Linked DNA regions of Mus musculus: region 2 is linked to region 1. Evidence: chromatin contacts called from public Hi-C data. All regions are on one chromosome and are shown on one strand. The core of a region is the stretch at or near the end of the contact, and the rest is flanking DNA. Distances in the headings are between cores, read along the strand shown. Region 1 overlaps 4930431P22Rik (RIKEN cDNA 4930431P22 gene). Region 2 has its middle 14 kb from the start of Gm30365.

Region 1 (6,654 bases), core at 1,331-3,830:
GGTTGTCTCCAGCCTATAGGCCTGTAATGCAAAACTTCCAACGGGATTTAGCCAGTTGACCCTCATCTGCAGCCGATGACACAGAGGCCTGTGTGGCCATATATCTCAGATAGGATGGACCTCAGGATCCAAGAGACAAGAAACACACACAAAAAGGCTTTTAGAATAAGAGGCTCAAAGAATTAAATTTTCTAGTAGAACCTGAAACTCACCAATGAGAGAGAGAAGTCAAGAACCTGCAACAAAACTCTGGTATCTTCTCCAGTTTCCCTACAGCTCCCCTAGCCACCCTTCACCTTCTTCACCTAAGCCCTTCATATAAAATCCTAAGCGCTTCAAAGGACACCCAGAACCTCACAGTACTAGCCCCGCCCCTTTTAGCCACAGCCCCGCCTCTCTGTAGCCATAGCTCACTCTCACTTGTGCTCTCTCTCTCTCTCTCTCTCTCTCTCTCTCTCTCTCTCTCTCTCTCTCTCGTCACAACCATTTCCCACGTCACCCTCAGAAACTTTCTAAATCTCACCAGCCTTTCCAGACACAAAGCACGTCTGTTCCCACCTCCTCAGGCTGAGTCCCTTATGAAAGGGTGGGTATTAGCTCAGGACCCAAGACCAAGTTCTCAGCACAGAGGAGATTTATTTGCCCCCAGAGGGACAGAGGGCAGGGAATAAGAGACAAAGATAGGAGATGGAGGATGTGGGAGAAGGGGAAGGGAAGAAGGGAAAAGGGGCAGAGGTATTTGTCCCAGAAGGGGGACAAAAGACTGCCATTGGATAGAGGAGACAGACGTGGCCCATTGGCAAATGGTGGTTTATAAAGGTAAAATGGGAACCAACACATCCCACCTCCCCACCCCCCAACACCGCCACCCCACCCCTGTTAGTCTGAATGGACCCTCAGGAGTACACCCTACACCTTACCCCACAGCTCCAAGCATGCACTGCACCCTGCACTCAAAACTGGTATTCATCCTCACTCTGCAGTAATTAAGCTACTTAAAGCTGGCATAGCATCTAGTACCAAGCATGGAATGCACAGTGAGTACTGTGTACTTGTGTCAGTGGTTTGGGATATTTATCCACCATTCAAGTCTGTGCTTTGAACGGGAGCTGATGACATCTACGGTCCGAGGTTAGACTCTTAGATGCACTCGCTCCACCCTACAGTGGGTTTCCATGCACTGTTGTTAGATGTGTGGGGACCCTAGTGCAAGGCTCTGTTTAGGGAAAAAGTGATTAGACCATCTCAAAGTCACAGGCAGCTGCTGGACCAAGAGAAACACAAAGAACGTGCTGTAGTACCCTATCGGGGGCCCCCAGAACCTCTGCTTCATTGAAGAGGGGTGGCTTAGATGTGGACGGGCTCCATTTTCAGAATGGACTCGTGTACAACCGAGGCATAAATCACCTCAAATCAGCATTCAGAGCAAACAGGCGACAGCTTTTCATTGCTGCTGCAATTCCCTAAGCAAGACGCCTGTCCAATTAGAGGATAATTATTGCTCCAGTCGGGATGGAGAAGTGTCAGGAGGAGGAGACCAGCAGAAGTGGTGGTGGAGCTGGTAATGTATTAGATGCCAAGTGCCTGCTTTCTGTCTCCAGACCTTTGTGAGGGAAACAGAGATGCTTCAAGCACATCCCCAGGGAACTACAGGGTGGAGGATCCGGGGACGTGGCTACCTTTTATCTCCTCTGGTTCAATCTTTTTCAAACCTCTTGGCTCTGAGAGCATCTTCCTCTGGAATGGTTTGTACTAAAAAAGGGACCAGAACCCCTTAAGGCCTGGCAAATGCTTGGATATTCTCTGAACCTCTGGGTCTGGGTCTAGGGCAGATTATCTCCATATATAGCTCTGGTTGGCATTCTCCCAAATTTTTCTGGAGCTTTAACCTTGACTGTTTATATTCTGTGATGATCTCTCCAACCCCCCAACACACTCCCACCCCTAACCCCACCCCAGGCTCTCCTTTCTGAAGATCACACTCATATGACTTAAAAGTGTATGACTTAAAAGTGACATAAACAAATTAAAATTCATCATAAAAGTGAATCCCCATTTCACAGGCAAGAACCGTGAGGCTGAAGGGCTTTCAGTAGGACTTGGAACACCCAGGTCTCCGCGCATCCAGCAAAGTTCTCTTGTACTGCCTCTGCTCAAAGAAACTGAAGGTTTCATCCCAAGCTAGCACACAGCAGAGAACAAAGACTAGAAACCAGACAAGTACTTGAAGACAAAAGATCATTTCCCTCTCCCTCAGTCGGGAGCCTTAAAGAGAGGAGGTATCAACCACACATTGGCTTGGTTTGCACGCTGCCTCCAATTCAAACTGGATAGAGTGACAAATGGCTTTGGTGCCTCTCAAAGCCTTATAGGTGGCAATGGCCACTCCTCTGTGTAGTTACCCTCTGTGAGTGACTTTTCCTTCTCTCCCACCCCCCTACCCTCTGTTTGCTCCCTCCTCCCTTCCTTTCCCTCCTGTTGACTTTTTCTCTCTCCCTACAATCAGTTCCAGGCGCTGCTTAGCATCTGCTACTCTGGCTCCATCTAGAAAGCTTTCTTCCTCCTCTGCGCCTTGGCTGGTTGGAACCCAGCCTCCAGTGTGGACAGCCAGGCCCAGTCTTTCTCTGTGTTTCTCTGTGTGTGGACTGCTGCATTCCGCACCAGAAGTCAGGTGGGCCGCGCCAGCACTTCACTTGTGGGTCATAATCAAGACAGGCCCAGCAGAGAGAGATTATTGTTCCTCTTTATACTTTAAGCAGAAAACCGAACCAGACATTTCAGCTTTGGCCAGCCCCCACAGAAGGACTGAAAATGGTGGCTGGACTGCTTGCACACTTGTCTCAGAGAGAACAGAATGAGGACGAGTGGGGGGTGGGGGAACAACAGCACTGTTTTGGGGTTTTTGTTTTGTTTTTCTAGGATGGGCAGGAAAACCTCTGCCCAGCTCAGCACCCCCGCCCCGCCGCGCCCCCCTGCCCCAGCCCCGCCCCCCACCCCAGCCCTGCCCCCGCAGTGGTTCAGGGTTACCGAAGACTGGCCCACAGGAGAAAAAGACAGAAGTGCTCAAAGTCAAGGCAGAGAGTGTGATCTTCAGAAAGGAAGCCCCAGTGGTCTCTGGGTGGAACATATGACTGGGATTCTCAGATCTGAAGGGACAGGGAGCCAGCACAAGAGGGAGGTGTCGGAAGTGCGAAATCAGCTGAATACTCACTGTGTTTAAAATGTCAAGAACAAGACAGGGAGGAAAGGGGAGGGGGAGGGTGCCTTTTGGTTTGTGGGAGGCAGGTTACAAAATGCTCGAAACACGCATTCTTGTGTCTGCCTGTTACAAGTTCAATCTGCAGGCCGCTGGGAGCCAGGGAACAGAGGAGCTTGAGCGCAGCCCACTGAGCTCTGCCTCCACCTTCTTGGGCTCTGGAGGAGTCTCCCTCCCACTACTGCATCAAGAGCTTGTTAGAACATCAGACACACCCAATGCAAGCGAGATCTCAAAGAGCCGGCTAAAAGGCTGCATGGCATTGTGAAGTGCTCAGGAAAGTGGAAGTCTCTTAGTTTAGTTTAGTGGCCTTTCTCTTAGTTTTGCTTCTAAAATGTGACTCTGGGGATGGGGTGGGGGGGTGTAGGGAGAAAGCAACTGAGGCTCAGTCCCACAAGAAACACCCCCACCCCCACCTCCATCCCCAGAGATCCAGGCAAACTCATCCGTAAGGTATTGATCATCAGAAAAGCAGAATACATTTTACCTGTAGCATCCCTCACTGGCACATCATTAACTCAGGGTGCATCCTGCGTTAAAGGGGCTCAGCACACACCTGTATAGGCCAGAGAGCACTGCCTGACTGCATGCAGAAGTGTCCATGAAGCTGCTCATGAGATCCAGAGGGCTCTGCTCCAATAGATCAATTTGTCCCAGCCATCACAGTTGAGACTGTTCCCCTCTCTCCTGTCTCGGTGTGAGTGTATGCGTGTGCAAGCATGTGCGTGTGTGCACAAGAGCAGGTGCACAATTCAGACAACTTCTTTCATTTGTACTCCCCAACTACAGCCTTAAACCTTGAACCCCTGGTGACTTCAGCCATACTGGGCAAGGCAACTTAGCTTTGTCACAGGAACAAGTGGAAAGAGCCTCCGGATGTCTAACCGCTCTGGTGTAAATCCTTGCCAGCTTCCTACCCTGCCCATTGGCTGCTCGAGCTTAAGCCAGAATGAAGAGGAAAAGGGACAATTGCAAGCTATGCAGCAGAATTCAGGAATTTTTGAAGTGTCTGGTGTCAAGTTGAAGATGATGCTGAAATAGTTAACGAACCTTCCAGAAATGTTCTTTCCCTCTAACACTGAGTTTGTATACCCAGAAGCACTTGCACCCCTAAGGGATGTTCCTTCCAGAGCCTTCTCCTGGCCACCCATGGACTCAGGCATTAGTTTCAGATCCTAAGACAGGAATCTTTCTCGTCACTTTTCAAAGCTCTGCTTTCTCTCCCTCACTGGTTCTTGTTATTTGGGAGACGTTGGGTCACCCTGTCTGTCACTCTGTCCACAGAACATCCTCTAGTCTAAGAGACACTAGACCTTTGTTTACAATAGGCGGGTCAGAAGGAGTGGGGGGGGGGGGTGGCGGGACCAGATCACTCTGAAGCACACAAGAAATCCATTTGCCCACAGAGCAGGCTTTCCCACTTCTGAATGTGTGCTGGCCCCGCTAGTCTCGGGCAAGCAACAGTTTCTGGACTTGCTATACACAGCAGTGACTGTAGCAATACATCTTCCCTAAAATATTAGTAAAGAATGAGAAGGGTATCCGCCATGTGGTTAGTATGTGTCACTGATGTCTTCAGAGACGCAAGTGGTTAGCCATCCGTCTCCAGCCAAACCAGGCGTGCTCTCATGAGGAGGGAGGACGGAAAGATAAAGACAGTGCCCGAGGCTTCAACGACTGCCTGATCTACTCAAGGTTGTCACAGTGGTAACAATAGCCATTGTAGTGTGCACTGCAGGCCCAGGGGAGGCCCATGGGGTTGCCTAGCCCGTCTATACAGAAACAGAAAGAAAATCTCTCATCACCTAGTTAGATAAAATAAAGGCAAAGCGCATTGGTATATAGGCCCATTGCTGGTGGGGGCTTGGGGGAGATGCCACACTTCTCTCAGGATAAATCCCCACATCAACCTAAAGAGCAGTCAGGGAGAGAAGCCACTTCCCTCTCTATCTTCTGAGCCAAATGCTAGCCTCCTGCGGGAACAGGGCTGTTCTTGGCTCTTATCTGTCAACACGGGGGCGAGGGATCCAAACAGGATGCCCGAGGAAAGAATCTAGAAGAACTTCAAAAGGCGAAGACACAGCAACAATAAAAAAAAGGGAACAGGGCCAGGAACAAAGACTAAATGTACCGGGGTAGGTAGCACCTTCGTTCATAAAAATAGGGATGAGTGGATGTCCCAAGTGGAGCTGGGTCTTTGACAGCATTCCAGGACTGAGAAGATGGGCCCTGCCCAGTGGGAGCCAGGGTGTCCCCTGAAGGCCCAGGCCCCAGCTCTCTGCCATCTTGCTTGAATCCTGAAGGATTTACCCAAGTCAGCGGGCCTTCATTTTGCAAGACGAAGGCTCTTCCTTTGAACAGCCTAGAACAGACGTGCAGAAATTGGCTGAAGAGAATATTCTCTGAGCTCCACCTTTAATCACACTGAAACTGCCTCCAGGGCATTGTGGCATCAAGTTTGACAAACCACAGCATAATCTGGCAAAGGAAACCAATAATTGTCCAATACCAGGCCACCACTGTTCCTTGTAGGGTAAAACTCCCGATCAGTCTGAAACACCAGTTATCCTCAGCTCTTCAAACCTAATCCCCTCAAGCTCCTTGATCCACAGAACTTGCGTAAAGATACTTAGGCTCCACGCTTGCTAGAGCAAAGTCAGAGGACACACCACCCCTCCAGCCAACGGCAACACTGTGTGAATCACAAGGCAGTCATGGCCACTCTGCCTCAATTTTGCGATCCTTGAGTCATAGAAGACTCATCTCTTCGAATGTCCGTCATTCACGCAAGCGTCTTTCTCCAGGTGGCCCGGGGCGGTTTCCAAGCTGCTGGCTCATCCCCTGTCATGTCACTTGAAAGGAGAACAAAAGGCTGGAAAACAGGAAGGTCATTTTTTTTAAAAATGGGGAAACTGAGGCTCCAAGAAGCCCTAGAGTGAAATGTGTAGACATTTCTGAGTCAGACATGCTCAAAGAACCAAAACAAGTTCTAACTCCTAAATGGACTATTTTCTTGGTTAATTTTATAAAGCTTTTATGACAAGGTGTTTTGATGCAGCAAACTCAGAACAGGCGAAGCCAAAACATATACTCACTGCCTCTTGTGTAACCATTTTCTCACCGTTTCCTCCATCTCTTCCCTCGCAAGCAGATCTGATTGGCTCTGTTTCTTTTACTTTATAGGCTCCTGTTTTCCTGTGGGCTGGATATGCTCCCATCTGACAGGCACGTTACCCCTTGTGCTTACATTGTTTTAACCATTACCTGGCTCTTGATAGTCTCTGATTTTGGAGTTCTACCACCCATTCCCTCCCCTGTCCCTGAACTATATATACCCTTGACTCCTGAACATGGAGGTTGACAATTAGTGGAGATCAAGCTTCACAAGTGGAGTGTAA
Region 2 (6,654 bases), core at 2,570-5,069, 86 kb before region 1:
GTTCCCTTCATCAAATCCTGCTCAGTCGGCTAAGGATTTAAAGGCCATGATTGGATTTGATGTCCTGCACAAGGACAAGTTAGGAGAAGCAGTGATGTGCACACATCCTGATTGGAGTAAGTTTATGGGCCGGAGTGGGGGGGGGGGGGAGTGGAGAGGCTAGGGATCAAATTTCCCCACAAGGAGAGATGGAGGGTGAGGATGAGGGGCTTTTCCAGGCTTCAGGATGGAAGGCGAGGGGGCAGGGTAGACACACAGAGAGGAGTAAGCCGAGGACATAGAGTAAGAAGCAAATCCCTTTCCACGGGGAGTTCACCGAGCCAGTGTTCTTCCAGATAATCATTAAAGGTGTGGTCTAAGAAACAATACACTGATCGGCGCCAAGGTCACTGTGCCACACAGGACCTTATGTGCTTCTGCTAATCACTGATGACTAAGTTCTAAGCCTCACTGTTCAAACCGTGAATGAAATGCAGATCATTACAACGAAGACTTCCCTGTGTTAATTTGATTTTTTTTTCCCTCAGCCGTGAACCTTTTAATTGTTTCATTCCCCGACGAGAAACCACTAATGACTCTGCTGTGGTTATTATGATCTCTTTTAATGAAATCATCATCTCGCTCTTCGTTGGTTTCACGTGAATCTTCTAATGTAAAAAATCGAAAGTTCATTTAGAAAGAATGAATCTAACTGTCTTCTGTGTAGATTATTATATAATGGGCAATACCTAGAAATGCCATACTACCCTGAAGGTTTTGAGGAAGCAAAGACAAAGACACCAGCTACCTGTTCATTCGGTACATCCATGTCTGCCATTTTGCGAGGTAATTCCTCGTCTGTGGGACAGCATTACACCACTTTATAAATGAAGCAAGGCTTTCCCCATGTCACTAGGAACACACTTCCAAGTGCCAGAGCTCCACTTACATGACCCACGGTTCTCATGACCTTCCTCTGGATTTCTTCCCTACACTTGTTCTGTGAACTGCCATGTTTCTTACTGATGGGTTTATTGTGGCAGAATACGTTAGTGGCTTTCTGTAAACTGGCAACACAGGGAATATCCATCCCAGAAGTCATGTTTAGGGTGAGGGAAGCCTCATCCACTTATTCCATACAACTGCCCTTCCATTTTGGACACAGAATGGCCCTTCCCTCTGGTGTTCCTGTTATGATTTGGATGTAAAAATGTCCCCCACAGGCTCATGGGATGAAACCACTTAGTCCTCAACTGGCGCCACCACCTTGGAGTGCTGTGGAGCCTTTGGGAAGTCTGGCCTAGCTGTAGGAAGTGGGTCGTGGGGCTTTGAGGATGATGGCTCTATCCTGCTTCCAGTGCAGTTCTCTCTGTTTCCTTAACCACTGAGATGTAAGCAAATCATCTCACACATCATCTGCCACAGCGAGCAGCATCTTCCACCATGCTTTCCTTACAATAGTAGAATGAATGCTCCCAAATCATGAAACGAACTATATATATACATATATGTATATACATTTGTGTGTATGTCTATATATGTATGTATATGTGTATATGTATAGGCATACCTGTGTGTGTGTCCGTTCTGCCTTGATGGGCTTCTTTGAGTATTTTATCATGGTGATGAGAAAAGTAATACACCTCATATGTTGTTCATCACAGCTGATATTACTTGGATTGTTCTTATATCTAAAAGAGAGTTGCTCATTTCTCCCACTTCAGTCTCTGAATGTCAACAGAGACTAATGTCTGTTGATGGTTTCAGCTAACTCCTTACTGGTGATAAGATCCCTCGGTTTGTTCTTGCGACTTGATTTCTCATGTGGATATACTGCCGTCATCTACTTAAAATGTGATTGTTAAGTCATAGGCAATAATAACTTCAGATTACAGGTCTAACTTGGTATTAATACCATGATGATTTGATGATTTGCTCCTTAAACATCTTTTTATAAAAGTTGTATTTAGAGTTAAAATCAATGTAAAGGAATAGTTTGCCTACTTTTCCATGAAACAGATTAGCTTTTCATCAAGCCAGCTCCTTGTCTAATAGCATCATTGAAATCTAGATGAACATTAAAATTCAGCAATGTAAAGGTTAAACAGACAATAAAGAAAGAAAAGGGGTGGGGTAGTATCTTAAAGCAAGAAAATTCAGGGAGGGAAGCTGGCATTATAGGGTGCTTGCCCCTCTGACATCATGATGCTCAGAGAAGTAAATTATTCCTCAGAGTCCAAGCCAGATAAGAGAAAAAACAGTGAGCATTTTAATTTCCAAGTCAATATGCTCAAAGAACTACAGATGAGGTGGAAGCAAACTGAAAACTGGCAAGTCTTCACACAGAAATAGCTTGGCTTCTCCCAGTTCCCCAGGGAATGAGGGCTGCAGGCTCTTGCTCTAATCACCAACCAAAAGAAAAACAGAGAAGATATATCATCAGGACCACTATAATTGTACCAGCCCCTTTTTTTCTATTGGAAACTACTAGGCATGGCCAAAGACAAGAGCAAGTAATTGAAAAAATCAAGAAATAATAGAAGTAAGCAACCTTATATTGGGGTTACCACAAAAAACTTCCACGACACAACTGATGGCAAGCTGAAGAATTTCACCAGGAAATCAGAATCTTTAACAAATATAATATAGTTTGTCCTAAAACAAGAAGCTGTGTATGTGTTTGTCTGTCTGCACATGTGAGTCCAGGTGCCCTCAGAGGCTGGAGCGGTCAGATGCCTCTGGAGTTGGAATTAGAGGCACTACTGAGCCACCTGATGTGACGGCTGCGATCCATAGTCTGCGATAGCAGTATGTGGTGCTCTAAACCTCTGAGCCAACTCTCTAGTGTCTGTAATGAAACTCTTAGACTTAAGTAATAGGATAGATTAGACTACTAAGAGATGAGTTCCACAAGATAGCAAACAGCAGCAGAGAGGATTAGTGAACACGAATGGAGGCAGAATGAGAGGAGATTCGGACTTAGGCACACAGGGTGGAGGAGCGTAAAGAATGCCGCCAAGTGCGAGCAATGGTCATGGCTGGGTGTGCAGACATACGGAGGTGAGGAAAGACAACAGAGACACGGGCAGAAGACAGAAGGGCTGAAGAGTTCCAAAATCTAATGAAACAGGTCAACTCACACATTGGAGAAACTTTAAGAACTTGGGGAAGAGTTGATACAAACAACAACAACAAAGCAGTATGTTGCTCAAAGATAAAAGCACTGACAAGCAACTAGAAGAACCAAATCTCTATTACTTTCAAAGTAACTACCATAAATCTATTGCTTCTCAGCATAAATAATGACAGTAAAAACAAAAGAAAAGAAAAGAGAAACAGAAACCAAAGCCAGTCAACGAACCAGACAACCAGCCAAAGCCTGTGCACACGTTCCCCTTCTCCAGGAGCACAGTCCCTTACTTTGAAGACATAACTAGATTAACATGACCCCTGCTCTAAGGATGACAGTGACATAAAGCAGGGTGTCTTCTCAGCCTGCTCAACAATCCATGTCTGGAGAAGTTGTCAGCCCAAGGGGAAAGCTGTTGCTTAACTAAAGTGATATAGTACCGGTCTGTCTTCCAAGTGTGTCTGTTTATAGCTACCCCAGCCACAGCTGTAGTCAGAAAAGCCTCTTTCCAATGAATGGGTGAATATGGAGACTTACAGCTACCCAAAATGGTGAGACTGTTGGGGACAAGGCCCCAGGCCAGACATTTTTTTTACCACCAGGACTCAGGGAACGTTGTGGAAGAGGGATCCTGAAGAACTGAAGACGAGGATGGCAGAGGAGTTACAATATACTCTCCCCGAAGCATGAGAAGCGTGAAATACCACCGACGGAAGCACCAAGCCACAGCAGCCTTGGTTGCTTGCACAAGACTGGCTTATCAGCAGGTCACAGTGGAGGAAGGACTGACTCCTGGCACCCTCTGTCTTCCTGCTGCCCTATTGACTACTGACCGATTGTGGGATGGGGGAGCTTACTGCTTTGAGTTCTGTGTCCAATGCCAAGCCCACCAAGCTACAATGGATAGCTCCAAACCCAGGGTCCAGAGAATGTCCTATTGAAACTCAGCAGATAATCATGCACATAGAGAGGAATGTGAGAAAGATGTTTGTAGAGATGGGGGTGGGGAGTAGAGGAAGATAAACAGAAGTGGCTTGAAAAGAGTTAAGGGAGTGGGGGGCTGAGAGTCGTGTGTATACAAATAGTACGTGTGTGAAGCCGTCAAAGAACCAATGAATTATAAGAATAACATAGTAGCATCTGTAAAGTGCTAGGGTAAAATCAGTGCCAACATAGAATTCTATATTGGTTCAGAATATTCTTCAAATATCAAAAACAACAAAAATGTTTTCACAGAAACAACAAAAAAATTAACTACCTGCAAAACTACACAATAATATCTTTAAAATAATTCAAAAAGCAAAAATGTTATTTTAAATGAAATCAAGAGTTGAGAGGGTAGTAGAGACAGAGAAATGGAGAAAGGGAGAGAGGGGGGAAGGGGGAGAGAGGGGAAAGGGGGAGAGAGAGAGAGAGAGAAAGAGAGAGAGAGAGAGAGGCTAGCCATGAGCACATGGAGAAACGGGGAGGGGAATGAGGAGAGAGGGGAAGGGGCTAGAGGACAGAGCAAGAGAGAAGAGAGGCAGGGGGAGGGGGGACAAGCAGCCTCTTTTATAGTGAATCAGGCACACCTGGCTGTTGCCAGGTAACTGTGGGGCGGAGCCTAGACAAAATGGCAACACAGGAAGCAAACAGTTCTGCATAAGCATGCATATAAGCATATTGACTATAATAAAGTCACAATGTGATAATAATTCGGAGTATAAAATACAAGTTGACTTTACATCTACACTAGCATAGAAGGCTCTAGTGAATGGGCGGGGTGTAACACTAACATATCCAGTATATAGATACTAATATTATACTATGTAAATGGTAATACATCTAGTATAGAGATTCCTAAACCACTCATATAATAACTAATGTATTAGTAGGAGGTTTAAAATAATACTTGACTACTTCAAAAATGCAAGAAACAGAAAACAAAGGACCGATGGATCAATTAAGAATGATTATGATTATGATAGTAGGGAAACAAGCTAACTGCTGGTTGTAGTTTCTACATGGCACATAGCCCCACGCGGTGACCCAGTGCCTTCCAGTCTTATAAAGCTCTGTAACCTTTTCACAAAGTCTCCTAGCTGAGACTTTCCTGGGCACAGGCAGGCTAGAAGGGTGTGGTCTCCTCTGCTTTCCGTTTCCTCCACGTGATCTGATCTTTACCTTTTTCAGCTGGAAAGCAACAAAAGTAAAACCCTTCAATCTTCCGCTGGGGCGGGGCCGGGGCGGGGCCGGGGCGGGGCCGGGGCGGGGTCAGGAGGGGCTTCTATGCAAAAGATTAAAGAGCTAAATAAAAGAAAATAGTTGATAATCCTCCAATTTTCCAGGCAGGCCTCCGTTCTTCCTCACACAAAATTGAGGATGGCTCCTAGCCTCCCATTACTTTCGCTACTTCCAGTGAAACATTTCCCACGCTGTCACTCGTCCTTGCTCTGCTCTTTTTACATAAGAAGGAAAGAGGGTAAAAAAATAGAAAAGGTGTGAGGATAAGACATCTGTTGGTCACCCCCCTACATGGCTTTGTTTACTAGTCCTCCAAATTCCTTGACAGACCCTACCACACAGCAGCTCCATTTTGTTGACACCAGCCACATGCCATTAAACCCTCAATGTTAACAACTCCTGCAATGGAAAATCACAAAATAGAAAGCTTGGGAATTGCATAGATAACAGCGTTCTTAAACATGAGGGCCTTTTCTGATGCAGCCTTTTGAAATGAGTCTAGAATCGGCAGGAATTCTTCACTGACTTATGTCCTGGAGAGTCGTGAACCCCTTGGAAGTAACCCAAATTATCCTGAGAGGTGAAAATACTAAAAGTAGGGTGGTCAGATGTCCTGGCTGGCCAGCCGAAGACAGGCCTATGTTATGCCTGTGGTTCTGGGTTCGTTATGAACAGTTCTTTCTCTCAAAAGCTCTGGCTACTTTTATAACGGATTTTATGGCCATCCTAATTAAACATCAGTCTAGCTGATGAAGCAATAGAAAAGCTACATGGTGGACTGTCATTTGGATGTCCAAGATGCATCTTGTCAATGTTCATCCATGTGCAATAAGCTGGCCCCCTGGTTGACTTGGCCAGCTGGAGTCTTGGTTTAACTATCCCAGACAATTCTAAGCCAGACTTCTCAGCTCTAGCGTTGCAAACTCTAAAGGCAACTGACCCCTCCCAGAGCATTCACAAGTCGCCCAACAAGCCAAAAGAAGCAAACTTGGACTTGGCATTTGATCCTTTCCTCCTTTTGTTATCAAGGCCTGTGCCGTTTGGTACCATGCCCACTTGTGTAGCTTGCAGTGGGAGCTTGGAGCAGGACTAATTTGAACTGAGATGCACTCAACATAGAAAATGCATACTAGATTCAGAAGTTGGTACAAAGAAGTGCAAACCATGCCATTAATGAATTTCCTACTGAATAGATTTCAAAATTGTGATGTTTTAGATATGGTTTAAATAAACTAGGTTCTTAAATTTGACTTTTACGTCTAATTTTAGACTTTAAACTTTTATGTGTGTCCACTAGAAACTTAAGCTTACCAACATGGCTT

What was found. A called contact is a pair of places that touch in the nucleus more often than the background predicts.
Region 2: a Hi-C map of the N1E-115 cell line shows a contact between it and region 1, with 5 times the contacts expected there. The contact joins two enhancer-like sites. A contact is called at or near these places in 11 of 484 Hi-C or Micro-C datasets (the N1E-115 cell line, bone marrow-derived dendritic cells, bone marrow-derived macrophages and 8 more) and 3 of 115 datasets of contacts at active chromatin or transcription factors (astrocytes and embryonic stem cells).

The regions. Positions count from the first base shown.
Region 1 is chr14:76,761,222-76,767,875 of GRCm38.p6, reverse strand. 4930431P22Rik (RIKEN cDNA 4930431P22 gene) reads right to left here. Exons shown (of 2, transcript NR_153763.1): 2 at 5,661-6,128. Among named protein-coding and RNA genes, the nearest start is that of 4930431P22Rik, 4.4 kb to the right of the region's middle. Within about 2 kb of position 2,580, at least 105 of the 459 cell types and tissues checked have an H3K27ac peak or open chromatin away from gene starts, as enhancers often do. A contact at or near this core is called in the N1E-115 cell line, where this site is marked.
Region 2 is chr14:76,848,871-76,855,524 of GRCm38.p6, reverse strand. No RefSeq gene overlaps it. Among named protein-coding and RNA genes, the nearest start is that of Gm30365, 14 kb to the right of the region's middle. Within about 2 kb of position 3,819, at least 61 of the 459 cell types and tissues checked have an H3K27ac peak or open chromatin away from gene starts, as enhancers often do. A contact at or near this core is called in the N1E-115 cell line, where this site is marked.